Regions from separate parts of the Mus musculus genome. Here regions 1, 2, 4, 5, 6 and 7 are each linked to region 3. The links are chromatin contacts, called in public ChIA-PET, HiCAR-type, HiChIP or PLAC-seq and promoter capture Hi-C maps. All regions are on one chromosome and are shown on one strand. Each heading gives the region's core, a stretch centred on a gene start, on an enhancer-like site or on the middle of the called end of the contact. The rest is flanking DNA. Distances are from core to core; before and after follow the strand shown.

The links. ChIA-PET counts read pairs in DNA pulled down with a chosen protein or histone mark. HiCAR-type assays count read pairs that join an accessible place to other places. HiChIP or PLAC-seq counts read pairs in DNA pulled down with a chosen protein or histone mark. Capture Hi-C pulls out chosen DNA fragments and counts their contacts.
Region 1: an RNA polymerase II ChIA-PET map of memory CD8 T cells shows a contact between it and region 3, with 42 read pairs. The contact joins the promoter of Mydgf here to the promoter of Ranbp3 in region 3. A contact is called at or near these places in 7 of 39 promoter capture datasets (cranial neural crest, embryonic stem cells, frontonasal cranial neural crest and 4 more), 8 of 484 Hi-C or Micro-C datasets (B cells, CD4 T cells, embryonic stem cells and 3 more), 13 of 115 datasets of contacts at active chromatin or transcription factors (astrocytes, double positive thymocytes, embryonic stem cells and 9 more) and 2 of 9 other capture datasets (embryonic stem cells and liver).
Region 2: a HiCAR-type map of astrocytes shows a contact between it and region 3, with 3 times the contacts expected there. The contact joins the promoter of Dpp9 here to the promoter of Ranbp3 in region 3. A contact is called at or near these places in 11 of 39 promoter capture datasets (the 3T3-L1 cell line, 3T3-L1-derived adipocytes, the HPC-7 cell line and 8 more), 2 of 484 Hi-C or Micro-C datasets (both in embryonic stem cells), 7 of 115 datasets of contacts at active chromatin or transcription factors (astrocytes, craniofacial prominence, embryonic stem cells and 4 more) and 2 of 9 other capture datasets (adipose tissue and liver).
Region 4: a contact with region 3 is called in an H3K27ac HiChIP or PLAC-seq map of T-cell acute lymphoblastic leukemia, with 2.6 times the contacts expected there. The contact joins the promoter of Tnfaip8l1 here to the promoter of Ranbp3 in region 3. A contact is called at or near these places in 17 of 39 promoter capture datasets (the 3T3-L1 cell line, the C10 cell line, the HPC-7 cell line and 10 more), 1 of 15 datasets of contacts at CTCF or cohesin (large pre-B cells), 8 of 115 datasets of contacts at active chromatin or transcription factors (T-cell acute lymphoblastic leukemia, embryonic hindbrain, embryonic stem cells and 5 more) and 1 of 9 other capture datasets (embryonic stem cells).
Region 5: a contact with region 3 is called in an H3K4me3 HiChIP or PLAC-seq map of embryonic stem cells, with 17 read pairs. The contact joins the promoter of Uhrf1 here to the promoter of Ranbp3 in region 3. A contact is called at or near these places in 17 of 39 promoter capture datasets (the 3T3-L1 cell line, the C10 cell line, the HPC-7 cell line and 11 more), 1 of 15 datasets of contacts at CTCF or cohesin (the NIH/3T3 cell line), 9 of 484 Hi-C or Micro-C datasets (the C2C12 cell line, the HL-1 cell line, Sertoli cells and 6 more), 26 of 115 datasets of contacts at active chromatin or transcription factors (the 230-238 cell line, the HPC-7 cell line, acute myeloid leukemia and 15 more) and 5 of 9 other capture datasets (adipose tissue, embryonic stem cells, liver and 2 more).
Region 6: a contact with region 3 is called in a promoter capture Hi-C map of liver. The contact joins the promoter of Ticam1 here to the promoter of Ranbp3 in region 3. A contact is called at or near these places in 20 of 39 promoter capture datasets (the 3T3-L1 cell line, 3T3-L1-derived adipocytes, the C10 cell line and 12 more), 1 of 15 datasets of contacts at CTCF or cohesin (the NIH/3T3 cell line), 5 of 484 Hi-C or Micro-C datasets (the C2C12 cell line, CD8 T cells, cerebellum and 1 more), 21 of 115 datasets of contacts at active chromatin or transcription factors (the 230-238 cell line, the SCID.adh cell line, T-cell acute lymphoblastic leukemia and 17 more) and 4 of 9 other capture datasets (adipose tissue, embryonic stem cells, liver and 1 more).
Region 7: a contact with region 3 is called in an RNA polymerase II ChIA-PET map of memory CD8 T cells, with 327 read pairs. The contact joins the promoter of Fem1a here to the promoter of Ranbp3 in region 3. A contact is called at or near these places in 13 of 39 promoter capture datasets (the 3T3-L1 cell line, the C10 cell line, the SN4741 cell line and 9 more), 2 of 15 datasets of contacts at CTCF or cohesin (the NIH/3T3 cell line and large pre-B cells), 5 of 484 Hi-C or Micro-C datasets (CD4 T cells, CD8 T cells, the G1E-ER4 cell line and 2 more), 18 of 115 datasets of contacts at active chromatin or transcription factors (the SCID.adh cell line, astrocytes, cardiomyocytes and 13 more) and 3 of 9 other capture datasets (adipose tissue, liver and macrophages).

The regions. Positions count from the first base shown.
Region 1 is chr17:56,182,184-56,186,107 of GRCm38.p6, reverse strand. Mydgf (myeloid derived growth factor) reads left to right here and starts at 2,188. Exons shown (of 6, transcript NM_080837.2): 1 at 2,188-2,369; 2 at 3,393-3,443. The coding sequence starts at 2,217. It also overlaps a transcript of Tnfaip8l1 not described here.
Region 2 is chr17:56,216,697-56,220,609 of GRCm38.p6, reverse strand. Dpp9 (dipeptidylpeptidase 9) reads left to right here and starts at 1,721. Exons shown (of 21, transcript NM_172624.3): 1 at 1,721-1,869; 2 at 3,149-3,201.
Region 3 is chr17:56,671,161-56,675,261 of GRCm38.p6, reverse strand. Ranbp3 (RAN binding protein 3) reads right to left here and starts at 2,037. Exons shown (of 17, transcript NM_001252466.1): 1 at 1,851-2,037. The coding sequence starts at 1,872.
Region 4 is chr17:56,161,193-56,164,999 of GRCm38.p6, reverse strand. It overlaps Tnfaip8l1 (tumor necrosis factor, alpha-induced protein 8-like 1), which reads right to left and starts at 2,509. Exons shown (of 2, transcript NM_025566.3): 1 at 2,394-2,509.
Region 5 is chr17:56,301,376-56,305,519 of GRCm38.p6, reverse strand. Uhrf1 (ubiquitin-like, containing PHD and RING finger domains, 1) reads right to left here and starts at 2,183. Exons shown (of 17, transcript NM_010931.3): 1 at 1,959-2,183; 2 at 270-434. The coding sequence starts at 422.
Region 6 is chr17:56,274,852-56,279,091 of GRCm38.p6, reverse strand. Ticam1 (toll-like receptor adaptor molecule 1) reads left to right here and starts at 2,325. Exons shown (of 2, transcript NM_174989.5): 1 at 2,325-2,398. It overlaps Plin3 (perilipin 3), which reads left to right. Exons shown (of 8, transcript NM_025836.3): 8 at 1-130.
Region 7 is chr17:56,255,088-56,259,314 of GRCm38.p6, reverse strand. Fem1a (fem 1 homolog a) reads right to left here and starts at 2,522. Exons shown (of 1, transcript NM_010192.4): 1 at 1-2,522. The coding sequence starts at 2,406. The coding sequence ends at 442.

The DNA of each region.
Region 1 (3,924 bases), core at 939-3,438, 490 kb after region 3:
TCAACTGACAGTGAAAGAAGAGGATGGGAAGTGACCAAGAGAGCAAGCGGGCGGTGTGAGTGCTTGGATGGAAGCCCAGGGACAACATAGCTCTGAAGTGGGACAGTGTCCCTGCGGAAGGGCATTCTGGGACACTCGGGCCCAGGAACCACATAGCTCTGAGAGGAAGCCTCCTCAGCAGAGGTAATGGGGCTCTTCGGGGAAGAAGGTATTCCCCCGCTGAGCTGTGGCACTCAGGGGCCTCGCCCCATCTCTGCTTTTTCATTGCCTCTTTTCTTCTTGGCTTCTGAGGAGAGAGTCACACCAGGCAGAAAATATCATGAAAGAAATTTATTGAGGAGTTCAGGGACAGCTGCCCTTTGTCTCCCAGGAGCAGACAGCTGGGAATTGGGCCGAGGGGGCAGTGCTTGGATTTCTGAGAGGGGCAGAGATGTCCAGGTTGAGGATTGGTGGAATTTCCAGTGCTGAGCTCAGGGGAGGCTCAGTGATTGGTGGGCTTTTTTTTTTTTTTTTTTTTTTAATGGGAATCTCAAGGGACTAGTGGGTTTTCCTGCTCAGCGATTGGTGGCTTTTTTTTTTCCCACCCCCTTTCCCTGCATCAGGCCCATGGCTAAGGGTGGAAAGTCCTTTCTGGCTGCAGCCAGCTTTTGCTGAAGCGACATCTCTGTGGGACTGCTGGGGGTGGGGTAGGCTGGGGAGGAGATGAGCCACTGTGGACAGCTCCTGTGAGGGCTGCAGGCTGAGATGTCACTGGTGCTGCCACTTTTGACAGCACTTGTGGGACACTTTACTGCAGCAGCCCATAGGCTGGGGTGGAAAGGAGGACCCCGCCACTACTCTGATGGCTTTTGTGGTGCACCGCTCAGGGACTACAGGAGGACTGGGATGGGGCAGGCTAAGGTGGCATCAGCAGCCATTTGAGAGGAAATGAGGTACTTGTAACTAGATAGAGGATCACTTAGCCGTAGAGTCTAATTTTAAGATACTTATTTTCTGTTGTGCAAGGCTGCTTGCCCCAATTCACATGTAGTGAGAACAGCTTTTAGGAGTCAGTTCTACCACCATCTAGTGACCAGGGCTGAAGTCATGGCTGCAAGCCCTTTACTCACTATTCCATCTCGCTGGCCAGTGGAAAGATGGGAAAATTATTCAGCAGCAGAGGGCTGGCCAGGCATGCTCTAGGTCCGGTAACAGCATAGCAACACCTGTGACCTATAGGAAGCTGCAAAACCGGAAGAATTCACTTTTAAAGTATTGCTATTATTATATTATTTTCATGTCTGTCTGTGTACCACATGCATACCTGGTACCTGCAGAGGCCAGAAGAAGACATCGGATCTCTTGGAAATGGAGTTAAAGTTGTAAAGCACCATGTGGGTGCTGGGCTTCAAATCTTGGTCCTCTATAGAACAGCCAGTGCTCTTAATTGCTGAGCCATCACCGCAGCCCTCACAATAAAATATTTTTGAAAAATATGCCGGGAAGTGGTGTCGCACACCTTTAATCCCAGCACTTGGGAGGCAGAGGGAGGTGGATTTCTGAGTTTGAGGCCAACCTAGTCTACAGAGTGAGTTCCAGGACAGCCAGGGCTACAGAGACCCCCCACCAAAAAAAACACAAAAAACAAACCTTAATACACACACACACACACACACACACACACACACACACACACACACACACACACATATATGTAAAATATGTTACAAAACAAAAAACAATCAACAGGTGGTGGTGGAGGCCTACGCCTTAATCTCAGCACTCAGGTGGCAGAGTCAGGCAGATCTCTGAGTTCCCGGCTAGCCTGGAGAGATTTCCAGGACCTTGTCTCGTCAAAACCAAAAAAATAGGACAAATAAAAGTGAAATAAACCATATTTATTAACAAATGGATAATCTAACAAAATTAAACACTGTCAACCCCCATGTTGTCCTGAAGTGAGTCCGGGAGCCCATTTAAGTGAGATATAAAAATATCCGGGGGGGAGGCAAAAGTTACCTGCAAACTCCAACCCAAACAAGCGCCAAGACGAAGTCGCCCTCCAGGCATCCGCGAGCGTCAATCAGAGGCGCTGTAGTGCATCACGTGCCAAGTCGAGTCCCGCCCCACCATGGCAGCCAAATCGGGCGGGGCGACGTTGTCACCGTTCGGCGCTGACGTGTCCCGCGCGTGTCACTCCACGTTCGCGAGCGCCTGCGCATTGCCCCGGAAGCAAGATGGCAGCCCCCAGCGGAGGCTTCTGGACTGCGGTGGTCCTGGCGGCCGCAGCGCTGAAATTGGCCGCCGCTGTGTCCGAGCCCACCACCGTGCCATTTGACGTGAGGCCCGGAGGGGTCGTGCATTCGTTCTCCCAGGACGTAGGACCCGGGGTACGTGCTAAGCCTCCTGCCCGGGAATCGATGCCTATGGACTTCCGATCAGGTGGTCCTGGAGACCGGGTGGAGTGGCAGAGGCAGGGTTACCTGAAGAAGGGACCTGGCTGCCTCGTCTGTCTTCTGTCAGTCACTCCCTACCTGCAAGGCGACTTCCCCTTGCCCATCTCATTGTAGAAAAGGGAATACTGGTTGATAAGAGCAGCGGATCTAGGGGACTGGCTATACAGGTCGCACGTGGGTTACTCACTGAACCCGGACTAGAGCGGGAGCACCCCCCAAGCCTTACACGAGTCCATCACCTCTCCTTTCAGCGAGCCAGCAGTCAGCCTAGCCTCTGCCCGCCCCAGCTTGGCTTCTGGGACAGCGGTGTCCCTAGTGACCATTTCTTGAGACCATTACTATAGTCCTGTGCTTTCTGGCAGGTTTGTGTTGTGGGCAGGAAGCAGTACAAGCTTGTATCTAACAGGAGCCCCGAGTACTGACCTCATAGGTGATGTTCTAGGGATGATTGCTGAAGGCCATTTGACCTTCCTAGGAAATCACAGTGATTTGAGCAAAGTTCTGAGCTCCTGAGAGGAGAGAGATCTGGTGGCCTCTGGAGGGTGTACTGAGGGATGGAACCTAGAGTCTCACATCGGCAGAGCCAGGGTTCTGCCCCGCCCTAGGCAGGGGCTCCACCCCTGAGCCACATCCCTAGCTCCTCATTAGGGGATTCTAGGTGGGACTCCACCCCTGAGTCACCCTCCCAACCCCTCACTGCTGGATTCTGGACAGGCTCAACCCTTGACCTTCTGGGCAGGGGCTGATGTATATCTCAGTCCTTTTTGATCTGTTTTACATCGGGACAGCACCTTGCTAAGTCACCCAGGCTAGCTTATGTCCCAGTTCCCAGTTCTGCGTCAGCCTCCTGGATACCAGAGATGATGTGCATACAGGACCATGCCCAGTATGCTAGGGTCTTGGTTCTGAGTATTGAGATCTTTGCTCTTCAGCCTCCTTTTATTTCTCCTTCTACAGAACAAGTTTACATGTACATTCACCTACGCTTCCCAAGGAGGGACCAACGAGGTAAGTTCCTCAGGGTGTCACACGACTGGTGTCAAGGGAAAGTGGCCAGACTCCCGAGGCTCTAAAGTCCCAGTCCCTTGAGCCTGAAGGACTTCTAGTTGCCTTGGCTTCCGCCTAATGGAATCAGCAGCCCACAGTGCTGATCCCTGACTCTTAGTCTATGTGTAATCAGTGAGCCACCAGAGCCTGGGACAGTCCTCAGGGCAGCCCGTAAGCTGGCAAGAGGGCCGATACCTCAGCAGCACCCAGGGCATCGAGGTGAACTGTTATGAGGTTAGCTGCCTGTCCCACACACAAGTTAGTTCATTCAGTGGAAATACTGGTGTATCCAGAACCTTGGACATGCATGTTCTGAGCAGAGCTTTCCATAGGAGCAATGAGTGGAAGTGTCTTAGTGTCCACGGATGGGCAGGGGTACACAGCACCTCAACAGTTGGAATATCACACACCCGTGAACAAGAGCGTTGCGTATGGCATGGAG
Region 2 (3,913 bases), core at 472-2,971, 450 kb after region 3:
GCCAGTGGAAATAAGCCAGTAAAGAACATCCCTCCATGGCCTCTGCACCAGCTCCTGCTTCCTGGCCTGCTTGAGTTCCAGTCCTGACTTCCTTGGAGATGAACAGCAGCATGAAAGTGTAAGCTGAATAAACCCTTTCCTCCCCAACTTGCTTCTTGCTCATGATGTTTGTGCAGGAATAGAAACCCTAAGACACCCTCTTTCTGTCTTTAGTAGTACATGTTCATGTCAAAGGTCTCCACCTCTGAGTGCTGGAGCTGACCCTTGACCCCAGAGGACCTCCTCCCTCCCTCCCCCATCACATAAGTTCATCTTCAAGTTCAAGCAGATGCTGGGGCTTAGGCTCAGTCCCAATCCCCAGCTTCTCATTAACCAGGCATGGTGGTGTACAGTCACCCCAGCACTGGGGAGGAAGAGGCAGGAGTTCAAGATAAATTTTAGCTACATGAGACTCTTCCCCAAAATGGGTGTGAAAAGAAAGGGGTCAGGAGAGAGAAGAGGATGGCTGGAACTGGGGAAGACCAGGAGAGCCGCCAGGCCCTCAGCCACGTCCTGTAATTGTGTAACAAATGGTGTCTCCAGGGAGGGTTCCTGGAAAGGGAACAGGGTTGCAACATCATGTTAAAAATGTAGCTCTCAGGATTTCCGGTCAAAAAGTTAACTAGCTAGGAAGCTAAGTGGGGACACTTCAACAACAATGGAGGATGCTCACTAAATGTCACTCACCAAACAATGGATGCCCTTCTGCAGGAACCCTGTTAGGATAACTTTTGGGGAGTGTGTCTTTATTTACAAAAGCTCTTTAGAGGCTTGAGAGAGGTGGCTCTGCGAGGAGGGGAGTCCATGTCCCAGCACTCATGTGGCCTTAACTCCAGTTACAAGAAATCCATTGTGGGTCTGGAGAGATGGCTCAGTGGTTAAGAGCACTGACTGCTCTTCTGAAGGTCCTGAGTTCAAATCCCAGCAACCACATGGTGGCTCACAACCACCTTTAATGAGATCTGACGCCCTCGAATCTGAAGACTGCTACAGTGTACTTAGGTGTACTTAGATATAATAATAAATTTAAAAAAATTAAAAGGAAAGAAACCCATTGTCCTCTTCTGTCACACTCGCGTGGCTCAGACACAATGCACAGATAAGAAGTAAAACATGAGCCGGGCGTGGTGGCGCACACCTTTAATGCAGAGGCAGGTGGCAGAGGCAGGCGGATTTCTGAGTTCGAGGCCAGCCTGGTCTACAGAGTGAGTTCCAGGACAGCCAGGGCTATACTGAGAAACCCCGTCTCGAAAAACAAAAAACAAAGTAAAACATGGTGTGGGCGAGATCTAGACAGAGCAGGCAGATCTTAGAGTTCAAAGCTAGCCTGATTAAGTGGAGAGTTTCCGAGCGCTGGGATGAGCGGCGTAAGCAATCTGGGACTAGAACCCGGGGCCACCTTTTGGAAGGCAGCTTTCCTAACCACTATTCTACCAATATCTCAGCTTTCTTAGATATTTTTAATAGGTCACTGCAGGGTCGAGCTGGCCAGCAGAACTGGAGCAGGGGTGTCCATCCCGCAGTCCTCTCCCAGACAGCAAGGGGCCACCAGCCTTGCCTTCAGCCCTAAGACGCTCCTGAGCATTGTCCCCTAGAGTTTCACGGACGTTGGTTCTGCCCTGACGTTACCCAATCAAAAGCCTCTGCTTCTGCAGCTCAACTTCCGGGTCAAAGGAGGCGCAGCTGGCGGGTCCCCCCGGTGTCCGCCGCCTTCGCTGTCCCCCCGCGCCCGCCACTTCCGGGCCCTCGTCTTGGGCATGGAGCGTCGCGTGTGAGGCGCCGCCGGCCCCGGGGACGCCCTGCTCAGCTTGTCCTCCGCGCCACGCTCGGGTGAGCAGCGTCCGGCCCCGGCTCGCCGCCTCCCGCCCCGGCCGGCGCCGTCCGCCCGCCTCGGCGCCGCGCGCCCTGTCCTCGTCGTCCCCGCCGCTCTGGTCGCCGCGCTTCGCCGGTTCCGGGCCGCGCCCAAGAGCTGCTGCCGCACCGCTGCGGAGACGCAGCCGCCAGCTTCATCGCAGAGCGCGGCTCAGCCCGGCGTCCGCGCAGCCTCCGCCAGCCTCCGCCAGCCTCGTCTCTGCCAAACCCTCCCTCCCGGCCTCATCCTTCCCAACCTGATCCCCTCAAGCCTCATCCTCTTCCATCTTGATCTTCTAAAGCCGGATCCCCGCAAGCCTGATTCCCCTCCCAGCTTGATCCCTCAAGCCTGATCCCCAAAACTTGATCCGTCCAACTTGTTCCCTCAAGGCCTGATAGTCCAGGTTGACCCTCCTCTCAAACCTGAAATCCTAAAGCTTCATACCCCAAAGCTTGAAACCCGCAGCATGAACCTCTCCAAATGACCCTACCAGCCTGACTCTTCCAAGACTGGTCACTCCCCAAGCCTGATCCTTCACTCAGCCCTTATCCTCTGCCTCAGTTTCCACATTGTCGCATGCCAAGCTTGATACCCTCCCAGACTAAAATCATATCCTCTGTCTCATCCCTTTCCTCCCCGGATTAGCTTGAACCCCCTCAGCTTCCAGCATTCATTCCCTGCATCTTGAGCCCCACCCTTAGGATCTCGGCCTTAGGCCCATCCATCCCCTCCCCATCCACGATTTTGCCCAGCCTTTGACCTCAGCGGCCTTTTTGCTGCCTGTTACCCAGGCTCCCTCGGGAGCCCCCAGGGCAATCACCAACCTGCTTTCGAAGAGTTGGGACTGGTGCCCAGGAGGTGTGGACCACAGTCGCCAGTTCCCTGCTGGGTCCCAGGGAGACCGCACACTGAGGGACACGTCTCTTCCAAGTACAACCCAGGGCATGTTGGCAGCCCCGAGGGGCTGGGAGGCTCAGTTAGAGTCGAACCAGGTAGATAGGGTTAGGCACAGGCGGAGACTCCCGCCCGCATGGAAAGTGAGTGAGAAGAAGCCACACACATCACCGGCCCCTCCATCTTCACCGGCCCCTTCATCCTCACTGGTTCCCCAGTTCACACCAACCACTCCATCCTTGCCAGCCCCTCATCTTCCGCCAACCCCTTCATCCTTGCCAGACCCCATTTTCACCAACCCCTTCATTCTTGCCAGCCCTTCCCATCTGCCCACCTTAACAACACCACATTTGTTCTTCTAAGGTCCGTGCCCCTCGCCTGCAGCTGCCATGGAAGCTCCTTGGACCCTTTAGAAGGTGAGTTGTGCTGGGGTCGGGCAGCAAGGCAGGCTCTGTGGTGGGCTGGGGCTTGCTGTGGAATGCAGAGGTTGACAGTGGCTTTGGGGCCAGTTACCCCTGGTCTTGGTCCCTGCTGCAGTACTTTGCCCTCTCCAGGGGGACAAAGGAAGAGTGGCTAGTAAGCTGGGTTTGAGGGAGGCTTGGCCAACCTCCCTAGCTCATCTGATACAGTACCTAGTGTGTGGGCATCAGTCTTTATGGTAGTGTTTGCCTCAGAGAGACCATTGGGTGTGATTTTAAAATGGCTCATTCATCTGACAGCTGTCATTATGAAAATCTGTGTGTGCACTCCCGAATCCTCACTTAGCCCCAGGCATAGATATTGTAGTCTGGGTTTATAGCTTTGAGAGTCACACAGCACAGATATGACTAAGCTGGGGTTGGACCCTTCTCCCTGACATGGGAAGTCCTGCTTTTCAGCACTGGACAGAGAACACTGGCCACTCTTCCACTTTGTGTTCAGGTGGCATCAAACATCCATCAGACTCTTCTGAGAAGGCGACTGGGTGGTGACTGGGGACAGTAACCAGGATGGCATAATGGCTTGTGCCTTTAGACACTGACAGAATGCTGCCTGGAAAGGAGCTGTCATCCCTTGGGGGCACTGGGGCAGGTTGTTCTCTATGAGGCATCCTGGGCCCTGCAAAGTACCTGAACACTGTCCCAGTGG
Region 3 (4,101 bases), core at 788-3,287:
TTCTGAGTTCAAGGTCAGCCTGGTCTACAAAGTGAGTTCTGGGACAGCCAGGGCTACACAGAGAAACCCTGTCTTGAAAAACAAACAAACAAACCAACCAACCCACAAAGCACATCACATCAATCTCTACTTCCCTGGCTCCCTCTACTGCCTCCATCCTCAATGGCTTGTGTAAAATAGGTAAGGGGGGGGGGGGGGCGGGGCGGCTTACCCAGACTATGCAGGTTCACACAGCTCTGCTTCCTGACCTGCCTCTAGTAACTGACTTACCTGCATCTACCCTTCAAGGCCTGGATGGAGTGTAAATACCTCCCAATGCCCAGTCCCTCCCAGTGTACTCTCTGAAGGACCCCATGTCCCTGGGTGTTCTACAGAAGCCTCAGACTACATGTCACTGCATAGTGCATAGTGAAGTACCACGTCCCTGCTAACAGCCTGACTGTAGTTGTTAAGGAAAAAGGACAGGGCTGAAAATAGACCTCTGGGGGCTAGAGAGATGGCTAAGCAGTTAAGAGTACTGACTGCTCTTTCAGGGGTCCTGAGTTCAATTCCTAGCAACCACATGGTGGCTCACAACTACTGTAATGGGATCCTATGTACTCTTCTGGTATGTGTCTGAAGACAGCTCCAGTGTACTTAGATAAATAAAAATAAATAAATCTAAAAAACAAAAAACAAAAAAAACAGACCCTGAAGTCCCCAAACTGAACCCTGGAGGAGCCCCGAAGGGGCCACCACTGGGTGTCAAGCATCAGGCTGACTGAGAAAGTGTTACATCCCAGAGTGCTCAGGGAGTCAGGGCCACGGGGCAAAAGGGGGTGTGGAAGCAATTAGTATATCAGTGCTCAACCTGTGGGTTGCCACCCCTTTGGCAAATGTCTAAATAGGAAATCCAGAAACATTTACATTACCATTCATAACAGTAGCAAAGCTAGTTATGAAGAAGTAACAAAAATAATTTTATGGTTGGGGTCACCACAATGAGGAACTATATTTAAGGGTCACGGCATTAAGAAGATTGAGAACCACTGAATTAGGAAATACAGATCAGGTGGCCAAGCCTAAATCAGGGGATGTAAGCTGCACTCCAAAGGACTCTGAAGACTGGTAGGAAGAGACGTGCAGGTTCTGCAACAACTGGGTAGTCCTACCATATTCAAACCCCTTAAATGGGATGTCGACTCCAGAGGGGAGGTTTCACGGTGTCAAAAATAAAAACGGGATGTGAAGAAGCAGTTAGGAGTTTCAAGATCAGATGGCCAGGCCTAAATGGGGGGCATCAAGTGCACCTCAAAGGACCTGGAGCCCTGTGGCGGGAATAGGGGCGCCCGGTCCGGGTTTAAGCAGACCTCGGGGTGTAAGCTACAGGTCGGGGTGGCCGAGCACCTTCGCGGGATGAAGGAGAGCCGGACCTGAGCCTGAGGCTATGCCGGGGAAGGAGGCCCAGGCCCCAGGCGAGGGAAGCGGGGAAGGGAGCGTGGCGGGCTGGGCCCGCGAGCAGGCTCGGAGGTCTCGCCCGCCTCGTTCGAGGCCGCGGAGCCGCGTCTCAAGGCCCGTTGGGCTCCCCGGGCGGCCTGCGAGGCCGGAAGGCGTGGGGTGGGGGTGGGGGGTGGGAGGCGGTCGCGGCGCGGCCGAGGAGCCTCGAGGTCGGGAGGAGGCAGAAGCCGGGGCTGCCGCGAGGAACCCGGCCGGGGACCAGACTCCACGGTAGGGGGGCCCGCTGGGTGCCCAGACCGGGTGAGGCCGAACTCCCACAACCTGAAGCGCTCGCCCTTCGACTCTGGGGCTCCCTTGACTTCCCGCCCCGCGCCCGCCTGCCGCCAGCTGGCCCCCGGCGGCGCCTCCCCTACCTTCGTTCGCCAGGTCCGCCATTTTACTTCCTTAAGCCCTCCCACAAGGCCCCGCGCCCGGCCCCCGGGCTCCGAGGGCTTTCTGCTGGGAGAGTTCTGCGCCTGCGCATCCCATAAGCCAGCGCCGGTGTGAGGAGGAGGGAAGCTCGCACCCGCTAGAGCTCCGGCCGCGCGCCTGCGCAGTAACGGCTCTCCGCCCGCCTCTTCCCGCCCGCAAAGGGAAGAGGGTGTGGCTAGCGTGGCACGCATGCGCACAGGCAGCGCCAGTTTGCTATTGGTCCTGAGCTCCTAGCATTGGCAGCATGTTAAGGAGGTGGGGGGGGGGGAGGAGGATGGCCGAGCCCCACGCATGCGCAGGAGAGACGTGCCGCTGCTTGCTGTCCTGACTGCCATCCCGCCACTTTCTCTGTTTGTTTCTCTGGCGTGAGCCTAGGTAGGCTTTTTAGCGATTCCGCGTACAGGAAGGAGTGGCCCATGTCCCTGAATCAGAAGCCAGGCCCTTTCACACAGCTTTCCTATGGCTATTTGGGGTGGTTGAGGAAGAGGCAAAGTCAGAGGTCACCCTAGATTTCAAACACAGGATGTCCTAATAAAACTAGACTCTTAACCTCTCTGGGCATTAGACTTGGCATTGGTGCGCACGCCTTTAATCCCAGCACTCAGGCAGACGCAAGAGGATCTCCGTTTGAGAGCAGCCTGGTCCAGGGCTACACAGACTATGTCTTGAAAACAAACAAACAATAAGTAATAAGAAAAGATGTATTTGTGTATGAGTGCTATGTGTGTGCAGTGCCTACAAAAGGCTAAAAAAGGAAAGGCTATCCTGGAACTGGACTGTGGGTGACCGGTCTAAGCCAACTATGTGGGTGCTAAGAACTCAGGCCAGGCGTGGTGGCGTACGCCTTTAATCCCAGCACTCGGGAGGCAGAGGCAGGCGGATTTCTGAGTTCGAGGGCAGTCTGGTCTACAGAGTGAGTTCCAGGACAGCCAGGGCTATACAGAGAAACCCTGTCTGGAAAAAAGAAAGAAAGAGAGAGAGAGAGAGAGAGAGAGAGAGAGAGAGAGAGAGAGAGAGAGAGAGAGAAGAAGAAGAAGAAGAAGAAGTAAGGAAGAAAGAAAGGAAGGGAGAATGGAAAACCAAACCTATATTCACCTTTGCATACTGACAAGACACCTGAAAGCAGCTACTACGTATTTTAAATCTGGGTATACTCCTATAGATCTGTGAGATAGGGAGACACTGTCACAGTGTAGTCCAGTCTGGTCTTGAACTCAAAATTCTCCTGCCTCATCTTCCCAAGTGCTGGGGCCACAGATATAGAACTCACTCTTGCCGGGCGTGGTGGCACATGCCTTTAATCCCAGCACTTGGGAGGCAGAGGCAGGCAGATCTCTGAGTTCGAGGCCAGCCTGGTCTACAGAGTGAGTTCCAGGACAGCCAGGGCTACACAGAGAAACCCTGTCTCGAAAAAAAAAAAAAAAAAAAAAGAGCTCACTCACACTTTCTTTCTCCCCCCCCACCCCCAGTTTTGAGTATTTTATGTAGCCCAGACTGCCCTCGAAATGGCTTTGTAGATGAGGGTGCCCATGTACTTCTGATCCTCCTGCCGGCACAGCCAGAAAGTTAGGCTAACATATGTCACCATCATACCCAGGTTCAATGGTTTTGGTTTTGGTTTTTGGTTTTTAGTTTTGAAAGAGAGTGTCATTACATAGCTCAGGCTGGTCTGGAGTTTTCAGTAATCCCCCTGCCTCAGCTTCCAACTCCTGGGAACATGAATGTGTGCATACAACGCAACCTTCTGTCTCCCTGGTGTATGTGGTGAGTGTGGATGTATGTGCACAGCAAGTGTACATGAAGAAGTAGGGGGGTTGGGGATCCTGCTCTATGTGTCTGCTTTATTCACTTCAGACAGCCTCCCTCACTCAACCTGGAGCTACACTGGGCTAGGGTCACAGGCCCTCCTAGCCATCCTGGCTTCTCACGTGGGTGCTGGGATTTGAACTCCTGTCCAAATGCTTTACCAGTCAAGCCATTGCTCCAGGTCTTCTCAGTCCCCTTTTCCCCTGTGGACCTCCCTGTCTGACCCTGTGACCTTCCATCACTATGATGTTTTCCTGAGTGCTGTATGAGCCTTGCACAGTGACTCAGTGTCTCTATGTTATCACAGAACTTAATACCAGCACCCAGGAGGGAGGGGCAGGTGCATCTCTGTGAGATGGAGTCCAACCTGATCTACAGAGTAAGACC
Region 4 (3,807 bases), core at 1,260-3,759, 510 kb after region 3:
CCACAGTGCCTCCTCCATTCACCTCTTGAACACCAGGCTCAGTCCTGCCCCAGGACCTTTACACATGCTGAGCCCGGCACTTACAATAGTCTTCCTCAGGTTGCTATGTGGCTGTTTTACCCTGGAACTCTCAGATCTCTCCACGAACACTCAGTTCCCCGGTTCCTTCCTCTTCTTACAGTTACTATTATAGTTCAGGACAGAGTCCAGCATTACCAACTGTGAGGCAGGAGGATGGTGGGCACTGGGCCAGCTTCAGTCACTGCTGTGTGCTGGCGACATTAGCTACCACACTTCAGTTATCTCAGTGTTCAGGGACAGTTTATCAAATGACTAAGTAACTTCTCATGGTTATGACAAAAGGAGAAACTGAGTCAGGGGCCTGGGAGCTGACAGATATGCACAGAATAACACCAGGCTAGAACTGGGACTTGAATCCAGCCCTTACCTGGAAGCTCATTGCATTACAACCTTTCCCTGGGGTCCACCCTAAAATTTGGGAGCCTAATGATCTAGTCTGGGAATCTTCCAGAGCTATGCACACGGTCAACCCTACCACGGTTCTTTCTTTGGTCAGGACTACAGAAGACCCCACCTGCACAGCACCCTCTGGAGTGGTTACCTCCGCTGGTTTCCACATGGGGAAACACAGGGTTGGGGCTCAGAAAAACCATGCAGGGGAGACACTGGGGTTCTTGGAGGAGTGAGCTCACTGGGCCCCCGGATCAAGTCTCACTCTCTTTAAGCCTCCACTAAGCCCTGGATGGCACCTGAGTCAGTGGGTGGCACGCCTTCCTGTGGCCATGATTATTTGGCCTGTATGCTGAGTCCCCTCATACGGAATCAGATTTTTGTGAGGTGAGTCCTAGCTTGCCTAGGGCTGAGAGAGTAAACTGAGGGACAAGTCTCTATGTCTCTTCATACCCTCAGGATCCACCACTCACCCATTACGGAACTAGCAGCCCTGGCCCAAGTCTGGCTCACCATGTGTGGGAAGGCCCAGGGCAGGTGTTCTGTGATGACTCTCTTTGTTCTGTTACATTGTACAGTCCCCATGGCCCCGCCCTCATCCCTCCCAGTCACCCACATCCTAGGTGCGGCCCAGATCATGAACTTATTATGTTTTAAAGTTGTCGCTGCCTGTGTTGATCTGCCAGGGTTGTAGAGGGCTCAGCACGCACAAAGGTCTCAAGTGCAAGGACATTCCATGTGGAGAAGAGGCGGCCACTTTGAGGTCCCAGGACAGAAAAACAGGAAGTTTGGCACTCAAAGCCTACATTCCTGTTCTCTCTCTCTCTCTCTCTCTCTCTCTCTCTCTCTCTCTCTCTCTCTCTCTCTCTTTCTCTGTTGGCTGTTGTTTGTTACAGGATCTCTATACATAGTTATGGCTAGCCTGGAACTCACTTTGTAGACCTGGCCTCAAACTTACAGGCATCCACCTGCCTCTATTCTAAGCACTGGGTAAATGGGTAAATGTCCTGGTATATGTTGTGTTTGGGCCGGAACCCAAGGCCTCTTGCTTACTAGGTGAGCACTCTACGCACTGGGCTACACCCTAGGGTCCCTTTTGTTTTAGAGACAGCCTCGGTGTGTAGCCCACCCTGGCTCAGCCTCTCTTTTGTCTGTTTAAGCACCCCCAAGAAGCCTCAGGGAGTCACGAAACAACTGTCCCAAGTCAGACAGGGAAACTGAGGCTTATAATTAAGTTACTTGTTCAAGTGAGTCAGGTTTGTCTGAGCTGTGTCCTAACCCCAAGGCAAGGTGTTCAGAGGCGTCACAGCCTGGAGCTCGGGAAGTGACCCAGAGGCCTGTTTCCAGTTTAGTGTTCCACCCTGTCCCTCTCCAGCCCCGCTGCTCACAAAGGTGACAAACCAGAATATGGTTCTGGAGACAGTGTCTCCATCTCTCTGGCCATCCGCAGCCCATATTCTGGACCCCAGTTTATCCTCCAAACCAACACTGAAAGAGCCAGGAGGCTGCAGACCTGGATCAGGTCACCTGCCAATTATGTGACAGCCACTGTCCCAGTTCCCAGATGGTAAAACTGAGTTCAAGCCCTCGGGCAATGGGAAGCTTGAAGTGCCAGTCCCAGTCAGGGTAACCCTGCACCAGCCAGAGCCACAGTGGGGTCCAGCTGGCTACCTCAGAGAATACCTAGACCATTCTGGAGTCAGGCTGCACACTTGTACAGAGCCAAGTCCATCAAGTGTCCTCTTGAGGACATGTGTTAGGACTATTACAGTAGCCCACAGCAACCTGCTCACAACACCCATGCTCCCACAGTCAGTAATAGGTATACAGAGGAAACTGAGGCGGGATATACAGAGGACGGTGTGGGGATAGGAGGGGACGGAAAGAACCCAGGATAGCCAATGCAGGACCCCATCGCTCACCTGCTCCTCGGGATGTGTCAAGCCTTCAGTTTTCTGTAGGTGCCTCTGTGGGGCCAGAGGCATTGGCCGCTGGATCTGAGCCCGGCCGCTGGCTAGGAGGCCACGCCCCCGAGAAAGGGCTCGCCCCCTCTAAACGCTCACTGGCTCAGCAAATGGTAGCGCACAGGCAGTGTACGAAGGAGCCAATGGCAGCAAGCCTCTGCCAGGAGGTGGGAGGCATGACGCGGGCGTGGGCGAGGGCGTGGTCTGCGGCCGGGAGATTCCTCCGGAATAGCGCCGGCGCTGGGTGCCCAGCGCAAGGGATGCCGTGGCGGGAAAGTGTTGGAAGGAAGAGGAAGGAGACTGAGACAGAGAAAAATGGGGTATACGTGCACCGCGCGACAGAGATCTGAGAGGCCAAAGCGAAGAGAGGCGCCTCCGCGAGACACCTGCATCCCTCTGAGCGGGTCTCAGTTTACCCACTAGGTAGTTAGAGTGTCACCTGGGACTCCCATGACAAATGCACCCCAACATTTGCCTTGCAACAATTTTGGGGTTCCTGAGTACTGCGGAGACTCTCTTTCAGTTGGTGTCTCTGGAGTAAGGGGGGAGGCACTGTGATGACCTCCCTGACAGAGGCCAGACAGGGCCAGCTACCTCCCAGGGGGCAGCTGTGAGACCTGGAAAATCAGTCTGGGAGTGATTCCCACACTCCCACCACCCCCAACCCATCCCCAACACCCCCACCTTACTCCAAACTCCACCCCAACTCAACCACGGGTCTGCACTTCCTGTGCCTGGATGGCCCTGTCACAGCAAGGACACTTGGAAAAGCCTCATCTGCCATCTTCCCTCTTCAGAAAGCCCCCTCAGGTGTTTGCTGACTGCATTCTAACCTTCCTTGCATGAGCCTTAACACACAAAACTAAATCCAGGCTTTTGAGAGATAGAAATTGAGACCCAGAGAAACCTTAAGTGACTTGCCTAGAGCAGCACAGACCCAAGTGGCTTTCCTGATTTCAGATTGTCTGTGCTCTGGGCCAGGAACTTACAAGTTCAGTAGCCATCCCAGCTCTGCCGGGTGCTGAACATGGCCTCTATCTGCTCTGTACCAGGAGCTCACCCTTGTGACAGCCACACAGGACCCTAGACAGAGCTCAGTATCAAAGACAGAGACCACAGCTCTAGGTTTTTCATACCCCAGTATGAGCCAGGGCAATTAGTGTGTTTTTGAGGTGTGTGGGGGGAAGCAGGTGTCACTGAAGCAGGTTTGGGGGCTTCTGATTTTTGAGCACTTAGAGTCTGAGGAACCCACAGATATCATAGGTGTGATAAAGTGGGGATCAAACCCAGCTGTGTGGGTTCAGGGCTAGAGCCTACCCCTCCCACTTGCCTAGAGTCCCGTGGTGAGAGGCTGGGTCGTGGACAGGGTGGA
Region 5 (4,144 bases), core at 934-3,433, 370 kb after region 3:
AGATAACGTTTAGGAGAGAGTTTAAAAGATAATAAAGAGTACCAGGCTTCAAAGCACGAGGCCAGCTGGCCAGCTGCTGAGGAGGCCTGCCTTTGTTCGCCCCCTCCTCCTCCCCAGCAGCTGAGGCATCTCCTTCCAGGAGGGGGGCGGGAACTGACTGGCGACTTGAGGGGGGGCGCGGGCCTATTGCTTGGTGGCTTTGAGAAGCAGGGTGCTTGGAACAAAGCTCAGAGGGTGGATGAATGGAAAGGCGCCAGTGGCCCCCTTACCTGTTTGCCCCTATAAAAGAGTCTCTGTAGTTGGGGTTCCACGTGAAACACTTCCTCAATCTTTTTCCTCAGCTCCTGCACCTTGGTCAACCTGGACAGAGAGTTCACGGTGTGGGTCTCCTTCCCATCCATAGTTCGAACCTGGATCCACATGATGCCGATGTACTGGAGAGAGAGAGAGAGGGAGACAGAGGGAGACCCCCCCCTCCAGTCAGTGGGGCCTGCCAGGAAGGAGGAGGGGAAGTAGAGTACCCTCGCCCCGTTACATCGGATTGAGCAAAGGAAGCAACTCCCACGATCAATCTCCTGTAGTCCTGGCCTCCTACATAGGGCAAGACCCCACCCTGGGAGGACCAGGTGGCATAAATTAGGCACTTAAAAGTTTTAATAACCGGCGAGTGGGGACACTTGAATGTGAATTGCCAAAACACTCTGGGTGATCCAAGAACATCCATCCACCACGCTTCCAATGAGGGAAGAGGGAAAAAATGTCCATGGCGGGATAAAGACCCTGGTCGGGCTGAAAAGTGCCAGCAGCTACTCATTCATTCATTCATTCATTCATTCATTCATTCATTCCACGTAGTCTTAAGTCCCAGTAACTGGAACTCGCCAACTCCGAAGCGGACTGGAACCTCTCAAGTCCCAGGAGGGAGAACTCGGTCACAGAAGGCAGGGGCCCCCGCGCACGCACACACACACACACACACACACACACCACTCAGGACTCCCCCAAAGTTCCAGACCCGTGCCTCCCGCGCGCGTACTTAGAGCAAGACACCCCCCCGCCGTGGCCATGGCAACCGGCAGTCCGGGCCGGGCCACCCGTTAGCGCGCGCTTGTGGCCACAAACTCACCTGAACCCCACCCACAGCTGGCTGCCCTAACTTCCCCTCGGGACACAGACCCTGGCCTCCCGGAAAGGCGCTTTAAAGACCCGGGAGGCACAGAGCCCACGCCCACATCCGCCGCCGCCGCCCAGGCCAGACCCCTGGAGCCCCGCCGTTTAAGTTCCGCCCTTCCCGGAGAGCTCGCTGCTGATTGGCTCCTCCCGGGCTACGTGCCCCGCCCTCCTCGCATGCGATTGGCCTAGATGACCTCGGAGACGCCTGGGCGCGCGAAACCCGACTCGGGCGCGACAATTGAATCTCGGGGAGTGTCCGCTCTTAGGCGTGGAGCCGCGTGCACTTCCCCGCCGGACCCCACGCGTTTCCCGCGAACTTTAGCGGCACCCAGGAGAGTGAAAAACCAGGTGCAGCGTGGAGGATTCCTCTCAAGTTGCCCCTCAACGGATGCAGAAGCACGCATGCGCAGTGGCTGTGCAATGCCCCGAGCCACGCGCGGGAAACTTATGCCAAGTTTTCGGGTCTAACCGTGTGCACAGGGCCGGAGAGGGAGGCTCAGCGTGGAGGACACAACTCGGATTCCTCTTACAAGAGGTGTGGAACCCACGCGTGGGCAATGGCCCTCTGCAGATCTCACCCCACGCGCGGGAAAGTTTTGCAAAGCTCCCCCCCACGACCCGGGCCGTCAACGTAGTGCGCCTGACCAGTAAGAGGGCTAAGCGTAGAAGACACCCATCGGATCCCCTGAAGCAAGCCCCCGCAGCCTTGTGTGAGAAGGGTTCCTTTCAGTTTTGCGTGGTGCCCCGCGTGCCACTGTGTGCATAGAACGCGCTCTTCCACTCACCTCTCTCACGGCGGCGATCCGCACTCTCCTCTCCCTTGGAACGCCTGGTTCTAGGCTAGGGCTCTGCGGCTGGGTGACCCAGAAGGGAGCCGCGTGAGTGGCTGAAGACCCAAGTGAGCACTAGAGCGCGGGTTCCTTCCAGCTGCTAGGACTTTTTTTCCCGCGAAAACTCAGGGCGTTTTTATTAGTGTGCACAGGCTGCTGCGGGAGACTTCCACCCCAATTGGGTGGGGAGGGCTCTTGATTCCTGATTGGCTGGCGCTGTGGCGGGAAGCGAGAAAGCAAGTGGGGCGTCCGCATGACTAAGGATCTACCCCACCCCCGGCTCCGCCCAACGGGCCATGGACTTTCCCTGCCGGCTATGCTCACTTTACCAAGAAGGCCCAGTTCCCCCACCATGTAAACCTCATAGCATTCCTGGGAGAGGAGAAAGGGACACCACCACCACCCCGAGACTTCTGACCACACTACATGTCTATTCCTTCTGAGCTGGACAAACTTTGACCTCTTAATCTAAGCAACCCTGAATCTATATTCATATCCCCTAGGGGAACTTGAGGGGTGCCTCCCCACCAGATACCCTGCACCCCATGTCAGGTCTGAGCTCATTGAGTAACAGAACACTACAGATGGTCTCTCATGCTACCCATCCGCAGGGCTTCTTTTCCTGCCTGGTTTCCCCACCCCCACCCTGCCGGTCAGCAAGCTGTCCAGGCGTGCAGGGCCTCCCTGCCCCCTCCACCCCGGCGGCCTGCTCTGTTCTAACCATTCTTGGCGGACACTTGGCGCGCGCTGGGCATCTGTGCAATAACTAGTGGATAGAGAAACCAGAGTTAGGGGGCCCAACTGCTTGTGAGGCACACCCTCCCCTCCAGCATTTGCCATCTCTGGGAAAGCAAATCCTGACCTAGAAAACAGTGGAGAAGAAAATAATGAACATAGAGGACAATTCCAGGTACATCCACAAGTCATGAGGTCAGAAGTGACCAGTGGCCACGTGGGGGCTGGGACAGAGGCACTTCCGGCTGAGGAAGCCAAGGACACATGAGGTATAAAGAAGGCTTAGAGGGGAAGGCAGGAGGAGGCACCTGGACTGGAACAAGTAAGGCATCAGAGGCCGAGTGAAGGACGTTGGTTTTAAAGGTCCTTAGCAGAAAGACTTCCAATTTTTGTTTAACTGTGTTTGTTTTTTAAAAGAGTCTCACATAGCCCAGGCTAGCCTTCAACTTGCTCTGTAGCTGAAGATGACTTAGAACTCCAGAGCCTCTTGCCTCCATCTTGCTAGTTCTGGGCTAACAGGTATTGCACTAACCCCAGACCATTTGTGGGGCTCGGTAGAAGTTGTCCCTCCAAAGATGTTTCAAGTATCTTTCCGTGAGCCCCAAAGGTCTCCAGGCCCTCACCTCTCACCTCCAAGAGCTGGGAAAACAGGGATTTCTAATGGTAAGGAAAGATTTCCCAGATGGTCATTAGCCTCCTGACACCCTCCTGGCACTCAGGCACTTGGAAAGTAAAGCCAGGAGGATCAGGGGTCGAAATCCATCCCTAGCATGGGCTACAAAGACCATCTCAAAAAAATGCATGTAACAAAGATAATTAACATTAAAGGTCAAGGCGAGGGGCTGGAGAGATGGCTCAGCAGTTAAGAGCACTGGCTCCTCTTCCAAAGGTCATGAGTTCAATTCCCAGCAACCACATGGTGGCTCACAACCATCTGTAATTGGGTCTAATGCCCTCTTCTGGTGTATCTGAAGACAGCAACAGTATACTCATATAAACATAAAATAAATATTAAAAAAAAAAGTCAGTGGGGCTGGTGAGATGGCTCAGTGGGTAAGAGCACCCGACTGCTCTTCCGAAGGTCAGGAGTTCAAATCCCAGCAACCACATGGTGGCTCACAACCATCCGATCACGAGATCTGACTCCCTCTTCTGGAGTGTCTGAAGACAACTACATAGTGTACTTACATATAATAAATAAATAAATCTTAAAAAAAAAAAAAAAAAAAAAGTCAGGGTGAGCCTGGCATTGGTGGCGCACACCTTTAATCCCAGCACTTGGGAGGCAGAGGCAGGCAGATTTCTGAGTTTGAGGCCAGCCTGGTCTACAGAATGAGTTCCAGGACAGTCAGGACTACACAGAGAAACCCTGTCTCAAAAAAGAAAAAAAAAAAAAAAAAAAAAAA
Region 6 (4,240 bases), core at 1,076-3,575, 400 kb after region 3:
AGCAACTGTGACAGGATAGACAGCTGGGATGTTGCAATTGTTTCAGATGAGAAAGTGAGGGCCGAGTACACTGTTCCTCAAATCCTGGGGCTCAGTATTGCCTTAATAAATTTTATATGCATCAGAGGCCAAGTGGATGGTGTATATGTGTGTTGCCTTCCTAGGAGCTGAGCTGCCCTGACATCCCTAGAGACCTTCTTCCTTCTGTCTCTACTCTATGCACAGTGCGAGTCTTCCCACTTTGAATGTTGGACGTGATCACTTGTGACCCTGTGGGGACAGCAGGAAGGGCCTGCTGCCTATTTTCCCTCCGTCTCTGTGATGTATGGAGAAGGGTCAGTGTGACAAGCTGAGCCTGCCAAATATGCCCACAGTCTGTTCCCCTTGATCTCAGGGAAGGTGGGGACAAGAAGATCTGGAGTTCAGGGTCATCCTTGACTACCTAGTAAGTTTGAAACTAACCTGGGCTACTTTGAGACTATGTTTCAAAACAGCAAAACTCGGGGCAGGAGAGCTGCCTGCTGTGGTAAAGTGCTTGGAGTTGTTTGGTTTGCGGTAGAAACTGAGAAAACTTACTTCAGAGACAGAAGCTTAAAAAATAAAAGCTTTATTTTCTGCACTGGCAGGGAGGTGGCCAGTTGGGGATCTGAACCCTGATGAGAGACTGCACGACGCTTTTTATAGGATGGGAACACAAAGCGAAGGGGACCTGGGTACTGACCAATCATATCTTGACACAAAGGGTTAAACAAGGACTTAACACTGGTGACTAGGTCTTATCTGGGTCACCTGGTTTCAGGGTCCTTGAGTCAGCTTTTACAGCCTAGTCCCCTCCTGGACTCTGACCTGGAATCTAGTGTGGTGAAGGACCAAAGGAGTGGGTGAGCCGCAGTAGTCAGTTAAATCAAGGCAGGGACACACTAACGACTTGTGTGCTTTAGTTTGGATAACTGGAGAACAGCATCTTCCTTCCTTACAGCCTTCACTGGCTAACAGACAAACATGAAAGATCTAAGAAGCAGGATAGGAGTTGTATTCTGGGGCCTGGGAACATGAACTCAGTCTTGACCCTGCCAGCAAGATAGAACTTGTTTCTGAGATGGCTGGACTCAGGAAACTGTCTCCTAAAGATGTGACCAAGAGCAAACACTTGATGTCAACCTCCAACTTACACAAATACGTGTGCATATGTAAGCATGAAAATGTGGAGAAGTCCGTCTGCTACCTGCTTTGGGGAGATGAGTGTCCAGAGTCTGGGAGAGATTGAGTTCAGTGGCATGAGGCAGATACTCCTGCCTAGACTCCCCAGCAAGAGGGTGGGGTGGTTCTCCTTTGTGCACCTCATCTTCCAGTCATAGTCCTCTGGGAACTGCTGCTTTTCTGTTTTCACAATTTAGTTTTATCAGTTTTAAAACATGCCATAGGGCTGGAGAGATGGCTCAGTGGCTAAGAGCACTGGCTACTCTTCCAGAGGTCCCCGAGTTCAACCCCTAGCAACCACATCCATCAGATGTGGCTCACAACCGACTGTAATGAGATCTGATGCCCTCTTCTGGTGTATCTGAAGAGAGCCAGAGTGTACTCATACGTAAAATAAATAAATAAAGCTTTAAAGTATGCCTGTAATCTCACCATCTAGCTGAGCTAGGAGGATAGCCCCAAGTCCCAGTATGCATACACAGACCGTTTCTCAAAAGTAAATACCCAGAAATCTCCGACAAATCTTTGTGTTGTGTCTCTGTGACGGCTCAGCAAGTAATGGTACTTGCGGTTCTTTGACCTACATTCATACATGCCTGCATGCACATACATACACACAACACCAAGTAAAATCAAGTAAAGAATTAAAAATATTTACAACCTAACAGTTGTATAAAACCTTGTGGCCTCCAGCACTTCTGTTTACTTATCTTGTATGAACTTATTTTTGAGATGGAGGTCTCACTCTGTGGGTCAGGCTTCCTTGGAACTCTGGGCAATCTCTCTGCTTTAGTTTTCTGTGTGATGCTGGACTGACAAGTGTGAGTCATCAGGTTCCCAGTGCACTTAGCCACATGGTGCTTTGCGAATCCCCAGAGTATGTCACTAGCTGAGCTCTTTGGCTAACAGCTTAAAGTTCTCTGTGGGCGGAGGGTTCCTTCTTCCTTTCCCCAGCTCTGGCCTCACAAAGTACAAGTCCTGCCTAGTTCCACGTGGCGCCAGGACACTGGGCGGGAGGGCAGGGCTTGGCTCAGCTAGATAAGATTACACGCTGACTTCATCCCCCCCCTACCCCCCCCCCCAGACCCGGAAGGGAGGAAGGGGCGGAACCGAACGCTCCCTCCTCCCTTCTCTCTCCTCCTCCTCCAGCAGCCACCAGGGACCGGGAGATCTACCAGCTCAAGACCCCTACAGCCAGGTAGGATGAAGGCAGAGGGAACAGGACGGCGGGCCGGCGGGCATAGGGTCGGGAATAGATGCTGGGCCGGCCACCTGCAGGCTGCCAGGTTCCTCAAGTTCTTTCCCATGGATACTCAGATCCGCAATCCAACTCCTAACTCCCAAACCAGCCCTGTGACCCTGGGTGCTCGCTCAGTTCCTAGTTACCCCCCCCCCCCCCCAACCTCCATGGCTAGATCTTCTAAGTCCCAGGTCTTCTCCAGCCCCAACAGCGAATCCTCAACCCTCTCCACCCTCAATCCCTCCCGTTGTCGCTATTTCCTGATCAGATCTGCTTTCTCTACCTCAATGTTCCCTGTCAAAATTCCTGCCCCAGACTAACACAGACACCATCTACTACTACCTGTGGGGACTGGCTTGCTGCACCTTCTACAGTCAACTATTTCCGGCCCCTGGATACATGCAAGGTCACCCTGGCAGTACAAAGTCCCTGAGTTCCAGAGCTGACAGTCAGCAGAGCCTGGAGGAGGGCCCCCCTGTGCCAGAGACTAAGTTCTGCCAGGGAGAGAAGGCCAGGGAAGAAAGAAAGAGGCCTATTTACCCCATCCACTCACCATCCACCCATCCTGGTTTCTGCTGTTCTGGGGATATCACACAGTCTCTTAGGCATGCTGGATGCTTTTTTTTTTTTTTTTTTTTTTGAGACAGGGTTTCTCTGTGTAGCCCTGGCTGTCCTGGAACTCACTCTGTAGACCAGGCTGGCCTTGAACTCGAAATCCACCTGCCTCTGCCTCCCAAGTGCTAGGATTAAAGGCCTGAGCCACCATTGCCAGACTGGCATGCTGGATGAGTGCTTTACCCACTGAGCACATCTCCTCCCTCTTCCTAACTCTCCCCTCCCCCTCCCCTTCTCCTTCCCTCCTTCTTTCTCTCTCTCTCCTTACTCTCCCCTTTCCTCTTCCCTCTCTCTTAAAAATAACTACCTTTATTTTTGTGTCATTTGTGTTATTTGTATCTTTTTTTTTTTTTTTTTTTTTTTTTGGTTTTTGAGGCAGGGTTTCTCTGTGTAGCCCTGGCTGTCCTGGAACTCACTTTGTAGACCAGGCTAGCCTTGAACTCAGAAATCTACCTGCCTCTGCCTCCTGAGTACTGGGATTAAAGGCGTGCGCCACCACGCCCAGCTGTGTTATTTGTATCTTAAGACAGGGTGTATCACTATGCTGACCAGGCTGACCTGGAACTTACCTAAGTGGACCCTGATCTCTTGGGTTCAAGAATCCTCCTGTTGTTGGGCAGTGGTTGTACATACCTTTGATCCCAGCACTCAGGAGGCAGAAGAGGGTGGATCTCTGAGTTTGTTTTTTTTAAAGATTTATTTATTATATATAAGTACACTATAGCTGTCTTCAGACATTCCAGAAAAGGGAGTCAAATCTTGTTACAGATGGTTGTGAGTCACCATATGGTTGCTGGGATTTGAACTCACGACCTTCGGAAGAGCAGTTGGTGCTCTTATCCGCTGAGCCATCTCACCAGCCTGGAGTTTGAGGCCAGCCTGGTCTACAGAGCGAGGTGCAGGACAGCCTGGGCTACACAGAGAAACCCTGTCTTGAAAAACCAACCCCCCCCCAAAAAAAAAAACCCAAAAACAAAACAAGAAAGAAGAAAGAGGGCTGGTGAGATGGCTCAGTGGGTAAGAGCACCTGACTGCTCTTCCAAAGGTCCGGAGTTCAAATCCCAGCAACCACATGGTGGCTCACAACCATCCGTAACGAGATCTGACTCCCTCTTCTGGAGTATCTGAAGATAGCTACAGTGTACTTACATATAATAAATAAATAAATCTTTAAAAAAAAAAAAA
Region 7 (4,227 bases), core at 1,273-3,772, 420 kb after region 3:
TCTCAGCTGTGGCCACTGCAAAATACTGGCAACTCTCAACTCAGTCATTACTAAGTCCAACAAACAGAAACCAGTGAAAACAGACAGAAAAACCCTCACAACATGGGCTCCAGGCTGCTGCCCATCTGCTTAGAAAAGGAAAAACCAAATGCAAACATCTAGGTGGTCAGTGCCCACCACAGGAAGGAGACAGCTTTGCTCACTGCAGGACTCTAGGACAGTGCAGAGGCCTCCAGACCCAGACAGAAGCATGCCACTGGGGAGGCTCAGGCATCCGGGTTTTTGTTTTTGCACTTCCACAGAAAAAAAGACCGTCTTCCTACCATGTGACCCTGAAGGCTTCTAGAATCAGCAGCTGGGTTCACTCCAGCAGGCCATAGGGCCTGGATGCTTCTGCTTGGAGGAGTAAGGCCCAAGTGGGCACCAACAGCTGGGCTAGGCTCAATGCAACTGGATGAAGGCCTCCAGCTCCTCTGGGATGAAGCCCTTATAAGGGACCTTGTTCCTGTCCAGGGCACGGGCAGCTAGGCACTGCAGTGTCACATAATTGAAAGGCTGCACGGTGCTCTTAGCCAACAGCTTCGAGTCCAGCAGCTCGTAGGCAGTCTTTTTGAAGGCATTGGTGGCGTCCATGTGGGCCCCAGCTTCGATGAGAGCATCCATGATGGCCGGGCAATTATTCTGGGCAGCGATGTGCAGTGGGGTGTTGTTGTCGAAATCCCTGCTGTCAGGGTCTGCTCCGCAGTCCAACAGCACCTTGACCACCTGCAGCGATGGGAAGACGCCCACACGATACCGGCCCACGTTGGTGGTCTCCTTGTCCACCGCCATGTGTAGTGGGGTGAAGCCGTTTTTACCGCGAGGGGCACACTTGAGCAGGCGGTAGACTGTCTGGTGCTTGAGGTGTTCCTGGCTGGGGGTGCACTCCACCTTCTCCAATAGGTACAGAAGGTGGAGGATGATGGCAATGGCTTTGGTGAACTGTGCGGAGTCACCCGGTTCCTTGGGCAACTGCAGAGCCCGCTCCACTTCCCGAACCCCTTTGCTGAGCACACCCATGAGGTCGGCAAAGCCAAGCTGCATGCCCAGGTTGCCCTTGGCCGAGCGGTCCTGCAGCACGTAGGAGAAGAGCTCTGCAAACGACAGGAAGCTGCTGGCGGTCATGGGGCTCAGGGGCTCCAAGTTGTTTTGTTGCATGTCCAAGGCATACTTCCACAGACGGATACAGCGCTCGAAATTCCCGGAGTCCGCATAGACAGCACCCCGGTACCGTATGTAGTATGAAGTGTCAGGATGTGAGGGGCCCAAGATTCTCTCCCGTATCAGCAGCGCCTGCATCCGCATTTCATCAGGATCTGTAATGAGGGCTTCCAACTCTTGGGGTGTAGTCACCTCCCTGGAATAGTCATAGGCCAGAACCAGTTGCTGGGGCTCCGGCTTAGGGAGGTAGCCTCCACCCTGGTGACGGAGTTCCATCGCCCTTCTCCAGTGCTTCAGGGCTCCAAGCAGATCCCTTTTCTTATCCACGTAGGTGGCACCCAGCAGCTCCAAAGCTTCCACAGCTGCTTCCCGGCTGGTAGGGCAGCAGCTCTCATACGGTTCTGCTTCTTCTGGGGTGGAGCAGTGGTTTCCTGCCACCTGGGAGGAGCCTTCCCCGGGAAGCTCTGTCCCTGAGAGCTGCTCGTGGCCCGGCTGTTCCTGGATGAGGTACTCCACGATGTTGGTGTGCCCGGTGACGCTGGCGGCCAGCAGCGGGGTCATGCCATAGCCGTCGCGCTCCATGCGCGCGTGGCAGCCCAGCAGCAGCTGTAGGATCTCCAGGCTGCCAGATTCTGCACAGTCGTGCAGGGCGGTGTTGCCCTTGGCGCTGCGCCGGTTCACCTGTGCGCCGCGCTCCAGCAGGTAGCGCGCGATCTCGCGGTGGCCCTTGTAGCAGGAGATCATAAGGCACGTGTGGCCGTGGCGATTGGCCACCTCCAGGTCCGCCTTGTGCTCGCCCACCAGGTAGCGTACCACGTCCAGGTGGCCGTCGAAGCAGGCGGCGCGCAGCGGCGTGGAGTTGGTGCGCGTGGTGCGGTTGACCGAGGCGCCTCGGCGCAGAAGGCTACGCACCACGGCCAGGTGACCCGCGGCCGACGCTGCCCAGAGCGGCGGCGCGCCCTCGATGGTCTCGCCATCGAAGTGCACGGAGCCGCTCGCCTCCACGCTGGCGCCGCAGTGGTCCACCAGATACTCCACCACGTCTAGGTGTCCACGGCGCGCTGCGATTAGCAGTGGCGTGCCACCGCCGGCCACCTCACCCAGCAGCTCCTCCAGCTCCTCACGCCCACGGCCGGCCAGCAGCTTCTGCAGCAGCGGCAGCTTGCCGTCGTGCGCCGCATTGTACACCGCTGTGTGCAGATCCATGCTGGAAGCCTCGCTGCTGGATCTAGCCGGGCCGCCGGTCGCCAGAGACAACCTTCACCTTCTCCCGGGCTGTCATCTTAGCGGGTCTCCGGGAGGAATAAAATGGCCGCCGCGAAGGGGCGAGGACAGAGTGTGCACAGGCATGCTGGGAAATGGAGTCCTATGAGCGATCGCCCGCCGAATGATACTGGAATCAGAAAAGCGAAAAAACTACATTTCCCGAAAGGGATAGGGGGGAACCGGTGACAGGACGGCAATTTCCGCCAAGCAAGGCCAATGGTTAGTGCGATCCTTGGGAAATGTGGTGACATACTTCCTGGTATTGACTCTAAGGCGGAGATTGCCGGCAGCATGTTCTCACTCAGTTCCCAAAAGGACGTCTCTCAAAAGGGTCTCAGTTTTCAATTCCTACCATGCAAGTCTATAAAGTTGTATGTGACCCTGAGTATTTGATGACATACTTCCGGTTACTGTCACTGACACAGACTCTAGACAGGGCAAGAAGTCCGAGCTTTAGCTCGAAGAATACTGGGCGAGGTACCATTGAAAGACTACAGTTCCCATCATGGAAATACACCATGTTTTGAGGGGCTCTGAGCAGCTTGGCCAGGTGATAATGTGCATTCTGTCATTCATGTCAGAATCCACAGGAAAACATGAAGTGGGGGAAAAAGGAATTCGCTTCCCACAGCGCCGTGGGGCACCCGCGAGACGAAATGTAAATAAAAAGCCTCCCTTCGTATCGGGCAAGGCTCGGCGGCCCTTGCGGACGACCCAGGGTAGCGTGGTGCTGTACTTCCGGTTTTCGAGGTCGCGCAGGCAGGAAATGAATGGGCCTCCGCCTCCTTTGCGGACTACATTTCCCAGCGGGCAACAAAGGCAACTCCCAGCCAATCCGGAGCGAGGTGGAAGGCGAAGGGCTTCTACGAAAGGCTTGCTGACCAGCAGGGGGCGCGCGCCGAGTGTAAGATCTTGAGCTGGCAGCGCACCCCAACTCGCCTTTAGCTATTTGCAGAAATGTTAGGCAGTCTCGATTTTCACGTTAGCTTTTCTTTTTCTTTCTTTCTTCTTTTTTTAAGGAGCCACATGCGGGGCTAGAGAGATGGCTCAGTGGTCAAGAGCACTGACTACTTATCCAAAGGACTCTGGTTCAATTCCCAGCACCCACATGGTAGCTCCCAACTGGTCTGTAATTCCAGTTCAAGGGATCTTACACTAATGCACATAAAATAAAATTAAATAAATAAAAAATTTAAAGGCCACATGCTTTCCCTCCATCCGCCAAGGCCAGCAGAGGGCGTCGGGATCTTTGCCGCTGGAGTTACTGGTGGTGTGCGCATCCCTATGGTTGAGAGTCACAGCTGAACCACTGCTCCAGTTCCTCAAGGTCTTTTTAAAGATCAGTTTGAGGTAGGATTTCATGTAGCTCCGGTTGATGTCAATTCCCGGGACCCTCGTGATGGAAGATGAAAACTGATTCCCAAGGGCTGTCCTCTGACATCCATACATGTTCTGTAGCACATGGACACACACAGAGAATAAGAAAAATAAATGTAGTTTAAATTTGTATTATTGTGTGTGCACACACACACCGCAGCACAGGCACAGAGATCTGAGGACAACCCTTGGGAGTCATCCTCTTCCACCGTGTGTGCGTCCTGGGGCTCAAACTCAGGTCATCAGATTTGGCAGCAAGCACCTTTGCTTGCCTAACCACCTCACTAGTTGTTTTTCTTTGTTTTCAATATGATTTGTCTTTCTGTACTCCCTCAGGCCTGCAGTGAGTCAGCTCCAAGGAGACTGGGGGGGGGGGGGGCTGTG